2 separate regions of the Danio rerio genome follow, and region 1 is linked to region 2. The links are chromatin contacts, called in public Micro-C maps. All regions are on one chromosome and are shown on one strand. Each heading gives the region's core, a stretch centred on a gene start, on an enhancer-like site or on the middle of the called end of the contact. The rest is flanking DNA. Distances are from core to core; before and after follow the strand shown. Region 1 holds the start of ccnt2b (cyclin T2b). Region 2 holds the start of mgat5 (alpha-1,6-mannosylglycoprotein 6-beta-N-acetylglucosaminyltransferase).

Region 1 (4,869 bases), core at 1,698-4,197, 190 kb before region 2:
AAAATGCCAATCTGCTTCATAATAGTGCATACACCAAACGCGGATGAAGCGTCAATCGCAAGTGATTTACATGTTAAGTCAATGCAAAGATGCGGATAGACATCCTGCCTGAATGAATTGGCGCGAGTTGAGCATTTTTGCACATTTTTAATGCAAGTTAGAAAATCTGAAATTCAGCAGACATTCACGCTGCATTAGCCAATCATCAGCTCTCTCTCTAAGAGGTGTGATTGTGACGTAGTGCCTGTTGTTGGTGTCCCAAGGAGAAATCCTCTTGCCAACATGGGACAACAGCTCATAAAACTGGGTCCAGCTCAGTCAGAAGCACAGCTGAAACCTTTCATCATTCAGGTATAGTTTCTGGAGGAGTTGATGAGCTGGGGGAACCTCTAATAGGATCTAGTGTACTCAGACACGGTGTCGAACGAATCTATGCTGTTTTTCAGCCTTCCACAAGCACAGCTACTCTCCATAAAATCCATGTCAGCCATTTAGCATCGAAACTAGTCACCAGGCAGACTAAAGTGAATCGGACATGCAAATAAAGCGTAAACTTGAAACGTTTGCAAATATCATGATTTATTCTTGCAAGCTGCCTGGTGTGAATGCCCCATAAGAGTTATATCAAGTCTGTGTGAGTTCTAATGCCCCAGTATAGTGAGCGTCGTCTTTCGGATGAGACATTAAACTGAGGTCCTGACTCTCTGTGGTTGTTAAAAATCCTCGGCATTCTGGCCAAATTTGCCCACTGGCCTCTGTCCATCATGGCCTCCTAACCATCCCCATATCATAATTGGCTTCATCTCTCTGTCTCCTCTCCACCAATAAGCTGGTGTGTGTGATGTGCGGTCTGGTGCAAAATGGCTGCCGTCGCATCATCCAGGTGGATGCTGCACACTGGTCATGGATGAGGAGATAACCCCTATTGTTTAAAGCGATTTGAGTGCCCAGAAAATCGCTATATAAAGGTAAGGAATTATTATTATCATTATTATTCAGTTATTGGCATAAGTCTGATGGGAGTTTACAATTTGAATATTTGCATTTTTTGTTACAAAAACACATCAATTTGCTTCATGGAACATGTGTTAAACCCCTGGCACCATATGGGTTTGTTTGATGACAGATTTATGATCATTTTTGAGATTTCAATATAAAAGCCATTACAAAACACTATGGAAAAGTCAGGATACAATTTAAAACTACTTTGTTTGTCTGACAATGTCATATACAGCAAGGAAGCCTTGAGGGTGCGTAAATTATTGGGAAAATTTATATCTGGGTTAAATATACCTTTAAAATAAAAAAATTAAAAACACAATGTCTTTCTTGTATAACCCTTATTTACTTTCAAGTTAAAAAAGGCAAACTTTTGGTGTCGACATTAAAATTTAAGAACATTTCTCTAATATTTTCTAAAACCTAGGCCATTTGGATCAGAGAAAAAAAAAAAATAAATCACCCAAATTAACCCTCCTGTCCTGCATTACTTCATACAAATTGTTTGACTGAGGAAATGCCACCTAATGCTTTTCTTTTATTTAAAAGAAAATCTAATTTGCAGCTCAAAAAACTGAATGTATATTTTATCTCACTGACCCCACTTCCACGCGGCAGAACATAGTCAGCTATCTAAGATGATTCATCACCATGGCATCCAACAAAGCACAGCAAGAAACTACAATACTCTTAACCCTCATACTCACACTGCTCTTGGAGTCCAAAGGAGGGTCGTGAGGGTTCAGGCAAGCATGCGCTACTTTAATGACATGTTCAAGTTTTCTGGGTTGCTCCTCTACTTTAGCAGCCAAAAATAGTGTGGTGGGAGAAATGATCTGATTGGAGAGAACAAAACACGAGATTAACTTACAGGAAAATAAACAAATCAAAAATCAGCAGTAGAAAATGGTCACCATTTGGAATTAAATCAACCCTGGAAGATCTTACATTATAATAGATGGTCAAATACGACATTTAGTGTGATTAAATCATAATCAGTAGGAAATAAACACAAACAAAAGGCATACTCACATTTCTATGGAATTTAGTAAAGGAATTAAGCATGTAAAACCGGTGCATATAGACGATTGCAGTGTTTATTGTAAGCTGGGATCTGAATCATTTGATCAAGGAAGAAAACACAAGCACAACACAGCGAAGAAGACTTATGTAACATACATAGACATAATATTCATTATTCAGAAATTTCAAAACCACCACTATGGCACCAAAACACTATATAGTACCAATTTACTTTAAAACAAGAGAAGCTGCTCAAAAATAAACCACACAAAAAAGAAACAAAGACTAAAGTTCACATCTACAGACAATAACCCATCACGTAATAAGGAAACGTAATGAGTCAAGCCATTGTACGCCATTACTTAAGTCTAAATCACTCTTAATCCATTGAACACACTACTATTGACGTAAATATGAGATTAAATTGAACAATATTCATAATATTGTCGTATTAATCCACTATTATAGTTTTTATTGTATACATAAAGCATAAAAAGCTAAATCACCTTTCTGTCATTCACGCACATCCATTTCACACAATGACCCACTTTCTACCTCAGGATATACTTTATAATCGATTAACCACGACATTTATGTAAAAACGTGTGATTGTAACGCGTAAAACGTCGTATTTCATCCACCACATTTTTTCTCTTGATCAAAAGCGGCAGCGTGCTAATATGCTAACGGCTAAGTCGAGTCACAATGCGACTGTTTTTCTGAAGGATACACGTTTAATCTCTGTCCCATGTCCTGGATCAGGTTGGCGGCTTGCTGTCGGTAGGAGAGCTCGCGGTCGGGCTCGACTCCGCAGCGGCGGGACGGCGTGTTCTCGAACTGTTCTCGGGTGAAGAGCCATTTGCTGGAGCCCCGCTGCACCGCCGCCATCATCCCACCCGCTTCCGCCCGCAGCGCGCTCTACATCACAGTGACGTCACGAGCGCGAGGAAAAAACGCTGCAGCGACGCGAGCTGTACGGAGGGGATACCAACAATTATACATCTGTCACCATTAACTATGCTCACTATCCACTTGTTCACATCACAACCAGTAACAAATACAAATACTCAAATTAATGTAATTGAGAAGTTTTAAAAATGTGTACATTTACTTTCACTTGAGTACATTTTTAGTGCTGCATCGGTACTTTTCTTCCACTATTTTCCTTCAATCTGCAGTCACTACTTCATTACTTTATAGTCTATGGTGATTGGCTAAAGTAGAAAAATCAGTCCTTTAATTCCTGTCCAATCAAACCACACATAGAAAGTAAATCGCATCTAAACCTTTTGGAAGCATTAAAAATGTCCAAGAATATGTCCAAAATCTTTACACACTTTGACCCAAAGACCTGATCAGAAAATGAAGGATGTCCGCCAAACACTGAAAATCACCAAACAACATAAAGCAATCACTAAATGGAGTAAAAGAAAAATAGAAAGAAGGGCCAAATGAAGGAAGGACCGAACAAGGAATGAAAGAAAGGACAGAATGAAGGAAGGATCAAACTAGTGAAGGAGGACCAAATTAATGATGGAAAGATTCAAGGAAGGACTGAACAAACAAAGGAAGGAAGGAACGAACAAACATATGAACAAAGGGCCTAATGAAGAAAGGAACAAAAATATGAACAAACGAACGATTGCATGAGCAAACAAATAAAGGGAGGAAAGAAGGAAGGACCAAATGGATGAAGGAAGGATTCAAGGAAAGACTGAACAAACTAAGCAATGAACAAACAAACAAAAGAATGAATGCAAGAACAAAGGACCTTATGAAGGAAGAAACTAAAATGTGAATAAACGAACGAATGAATGAGCGAACAAATGAAGGGAGGAACGAAGGAAGGACCAAATGAATGAATGAAGGATTCAAGGAAGGACTGAACCAACCTAAGGAATGAACAAACAAAAGAATAAATGAATGAATGAACAAAGGATCTAATGAAGAAAGGAAAAAAATATGTATAAACAAACAAACGAATGACTGAGCAAATGAATGACGTGAGGAAGGAAGGAAGGAACAAATGAATAAAGGAAGGAACGAACAAATGAATGAATAAAGGAAGGAAAGAACAAACGAAAGGAAGGAATATAGAAAAATAACTGAATGTACTACAGAATGTTACGTTTACAAATCCCTGGACAAACTGCATGTAAATGCATTAACTTTTCACAGTGTAATTGAATACTTTTGAAAAGGCTACTTTTAACTCATAACTATTTACAACACTTTTAATCCACTTGCACTACATTTTTGGGCAAATAATGGTACTTTAAGTATGATTTTTCAGTACTCTTTCCACCTCTGCATATTACACACACAGGTCTGTGTAAAAGACTTGTTGTTTATGTTATTATTATTGTTTAAAAAAATGCAAAAATCTATTTGAGTCTCGTCCAACATATTAATAATTAAAAATAATTATATAAATGTATTATTAGTAGCCTGATAAGAGCTATTTTACGTTATTTAAGATTATTCCTTTGTCAGCAAGAGGATTTTATTTGGACAGACTTGTTTACAGCTCAGTCAATAACTGCAATAAACACAAGATGTCGCTAATGCACCAATACTTCACTGATTCAGTTAGGAATTACTTTTTATTTATAATACACACCTTTTTACCAGCAAATGAATCAATCTAAATAATCTATAAACCAGTCCATCTCCAAGTTGCTAAACTATTGATGATGATATATATATATATATATATATATATATATATATATATATATATATATATATATATATATATATATATATATATATATATATATAGGAAAAACAACACACATAAAAAATCACAATAATATGGTCTACTGACCAAAAATATATGTAGCCTAT
Region 2 (4,270 bases), core at 845-3,344:
CTATACTAGACTACAAAGTAGGCTTCATAAACTGTTCTGGGACTCAAACCCAAAACCTTCAAGTTTTTCTCCTCAGCACTTTAATCATTACTACACCAAAACCATCCTAGAATTACAATTACAGCATATCATATAACTATGATGGTGTAAACCACTGGCTTCACAACTGTTCTGGACCTTAACCCCAAAACCTTCAGTTTCTCAACTAAGCTGTTTAATTACATACCAAAAGACACCCTAAAATACAGTTTCAAAAGTTCGCCCTTAGCTGATGACTGATTATGGAGCGTGATTGGCATGCTGTTCTGGGAGAGAGCCCTGAACTCATGAGATCCTCGAGCCCGGGGCTCCCTCCTGTTGCAGGGTGAGAGCGGAGTCTGAGTTCAGGTAGGTCTCGAGAACTCCCCTGCTTGATAATGTTGGAAGTAGATTAATGCTATGAAGTGTCTATGCTGTCAATTTAGATTTGTCAATTTACTTATGTCACACGTTTTTGGTCTGTTGGAGGAAACCGGAGAGCCCGGTGAAAACCCATGCAAACACAAGGAGAACATGCAAACTCCGCATAGAAATGCCGACCTGGCCAGAAAGAGTCTGAGCTGGTGACATTCTTGCTGTGCAACCGTGGTGCTAACCACTAGGCCTCCGTGCTGCCCTGACAAGGAAATGGGAGGAGTAGGAGTGGAAGGGGGGATTCTTCAAGATGAAGATGGCTGAAGTAAGATACTCTGGTTATTTATAGTGGTTAAGGAGTCTTCTGATCAAATCAGTGTTAGCTAATGCGGACCAGGTGCTATCAATCATAATCACGTGCTCCTCTCGAAATTAGTTTATAAATAAACTTTACTTAATGTTTTTTAAAAACTGAACCAATTACAGTACAAATACTTATTTAAGTGATTTGTTAAAGGCCTAGAACGATCCAAATCCAGACCCGAATCCAAATGTTGTAGGTTTGATGCAACACATGAGTTTACCACAGGTTATTTTATAATGCACTTCAGAAGATCACTGTAGCATGATCTGATCTCATGTTACTTTAGTTTCTAAACCATTGCACCAAATGATTACCATACTTAAATACCACAGTATTTACATGCATTTGTACTACAGGACATTTTTAAGAAGACAAAATGTAAATGTTTAAAACATGATAATAAAGGAGTACAAAATGGTTATTCAGCATAACTGGCTGTGACATCTCACAAGTCCCTTTTTATAAACTGGTATTTCTGGGACTTGACCCCAAAAAACCTTCAGTTTGTCATCTCAGTTCTTTAACTACTCCACCAAACACAATACCAGAATTAAATTTAACTTGAACAGTTGTGAATAATTACACCAATAGCAGAACATAAACTGATGTGGCTTAAAGGTTACAGGCCTTGGATGGGAAGCCAAATGTTGTAGGTTTGAAACCTGAGGTAGATCCGATCACCAATTTACCCTTGAGCAAGACACTTTACCTCAGGCTACTTAATAATACGACTTTAAAGAAACGCTGTTGTGTTACCACGGTAAAGTGTTGGTTGACACATAACACTTTGACTTTAATCTAGCTTACAGACATCTGTTTTCGTACAACGCTTTTCTAACGTTCTGTACCATAGTAAAGTCACATAAAGGAGCACTAATGACACTGTTTAGACATCACATCGCTATACTACCGCGGTTGCTTATAGATGTATAACTGTAGCACCATATTCTCGGAAGTACCCGTGTTAAAAGCATGATACATTCATTTCAATACATCAAAGTACGAATGTTTCGCCATGTATGAGCGACACAGGAATGGCATATATTGCTCCTATAGGGGTTATTTGTAATGCTGTAGTTTAATAAGGTGTTAAACACCTAATGTGCAGATTTTAGCGCATAAACAACATAAATAAACACGTATATCACACACATATGCGCGAGTTCCGCAGTGGACTGCAGCGCACCAAACGCGCCCTGCTTTCATTACATACGCGTTTATAAGGAAAACCGAACAAACACCCACCTGATTTGAGATTTGGGGTGATGATATGGACGTTAAATGCTGTGGAAAAGCCGGTGGTTTCACTGTGATCGGCGTCAGTGTGGATCCACGCACCTGACAACAGTCGGTGTGTTTCGTTTCGCTGTCTGATCACATTCAACACAAAGAGCGTCGAGACGCACAGAGGACGCAGGGAGCGTGGCGATTTTACGTACGACGTCGGAAAGCGTAAAAACTTTCCTAATGCGCTCTCTGAGGACCCCTAACTTCATAGAACCACACAGGTGGAATGATTGTTCAATTAATTAGTTCAATTACGTTAGAAATTGATTTCAGGCAGCCTAAATTGACCTTAATCACACCAAAATTGAAGGAGGAATCAAGTTAGGTGGAATCAAGTTAACCTACAATCCTACATTAACATGACAAATACACTGTACATTGAAACCTACAAATGTATCTCTAAATAAATGTAAATCTATAAATGTCACTCATTTTGAACAATATTAATTCAGACAATATGAGTTTACAATAAATGGCAGATTCGTGGTTCAACAAATCATTTAGAATCTTTCTGGGTGAATAATTGGCTTGATTACAGGCCTAACCATACTTGAGTTTAGCTCACTAGCAGGGTCGGATTGGCCATCTGGCAAATGTCAGAAGGGCTGGACAATTTTTTAAATGTGGGCCGGTCATTTTTATTTTTTAATATGTATGGTTTTTACATGCAGGCAGCTTTTATCTCTTGCAAGATGTGAATATGATGATGATGATGATGATGAGGATAGTAATAATAATAATAATGAAGTTCTGCACAAGACTTTTGGCCAGCGGAGAAATTAAAATGGTCATGCCCAACTGAGTCTGGTTCTCTCAAGGTTTTTTTTCTTCACTCCCATCAGGTGAAGTTTTTTTTCCCTCTCCGCTGTCGCCACTGCCTCGCATGGTTCAGGATTGGTAGAGCTACGCATCGATGAATTTGCTCTTCAGTGTTTGAACTCTCAGTAATGATTAAATCACACTGAACAGAGCTAAACTGAACTGAACTGAACTTAAACACTAAAACCTGAACCACACTGTTCCAGTTACTATGACCATTCATGTGAAGCTGCTTTGACACAATCTACATTGTAAAAGCGCTATACAAATAAAGCTGAATTGAATTGAATAATAATAATAATAATAATAATAATAATATCTGGCTGGTTTTGAGATGGGCCGACCCAATCAGAGGTTACGTGGACATAATCAAAATCTGGTAAAGAATGTCAAAACAGTAAGTGCAACACAAGCTAATTGTCAGAAATGGACCATGTCATATGGCTTTTATCATTTCACCATATGTACACCAATGGTGGGGCTGTGTCAGTGTGAAAATGTGGTCTACAGTGCCAGGGCTAAATTTTTGTCCCAGTCCGCCCCTGCTCACTATTCTGGTTTTAAAGGGATGTTCATCCCTAATAAGACTTGTTCACATTCATTCACTTTCTTTTCGGCTTAGTCCCTTTATTAATTTGGGATCGAACAGCGTAATGAACCGCCAACTTATCCAGCATGTATTTTAAGCAGCGGATGCCCTTCCAACTGCAACCCATCACTGGAAAACACCCATACATACTCATTCACACACTAACACTACAGACAATTTAACTTACCTTTGGACTTTGGACATGCCAACACGGGGATAACATGCAAACTCCACACAGAAATGCCAACTGACCCAGGCGAGGCTGTGTGAGATTGTGCTACCCACTACGCCCCTATTCTTGACTTGTCACAAACCTATCTAAGTTTCCTTTTTTTCTGATAAACACAAAATAACTGATTATTTTGAAAATGTTAAACATGTAATCATCGACTTTCATTGTTTTCCTAGCATGATAAGTCAATGGTTACAGGTTTGTAACATTTTTCAAAATATATTATTTTGTGTTCAACAGAAATTTAAACTTATGTATGTTTGAAATGACTAGACTCAGGTTTCTCAGTAGCGGATGGCATCATAATTGGGTAAACTTAGAGCGCGTGAATGGGAGAGTAGGCTACAACAAATAATTTTTACAACCCTATTTGCTGAAATAAAAGAAAAACTCAACTATGGTGTTATCAAGACTTTCAGAAAAAAAGATAAATCTACTGTGAGACTGATGACGGCAGCCAGAGGAGAGAATAACATCAAATTTACTTTCGCCCCCATAGACGCTGCATTACAAACCCCTCACATACTGTAAGTGGCAATTCGTTACTTGAAATTTGACAAAAAGATAGCCTAATACATACATAAAT

What was found. Hi-C and Micro-C count contacts between places; a contact is called where the count stands out from the background.
Region 1: a contact with region 2 is called in a Micro-C map of caudal fin, with 4 times the contacts expected there. The contact joins the promoter of ccnt2b here to the promoter of mgat5 in region 2. A contact is called at or near these places in 3 of 18 Hi-C or Micro-C datasets (caudal fin, hematopoietic stem cells and an unstated tissue) and 1 of 4 datasets of contacts at active chromatin or transcription factors (embryo).

What each region holds. Positions count from the first base shown.
Region 1 is chr22:11,820,369-11,825,237 of GRCz12tu, reverse strand. ccnt2b (cyclin T2b) reads right to left here and starts at 2,947. Exons shown (of 9, transcript NM_212586.1): 1 at 2,753-2,947; 2 at 2,032-2,113; 3 at 1,707-1,835. The coding sequence starts at 2,913.
Region 2 is chr22:11,629,301-11,633,570 of GRCz12tu, reverse strand. mgat5 (alpha-1,6-mannosylglycoprotein 6-beta-N-acetylglucosaminyltransferase) reads right to left here and starts at 2,094. Exons shown (of 17, transcript NM_001045311.1): 1 at 2,003-2,094.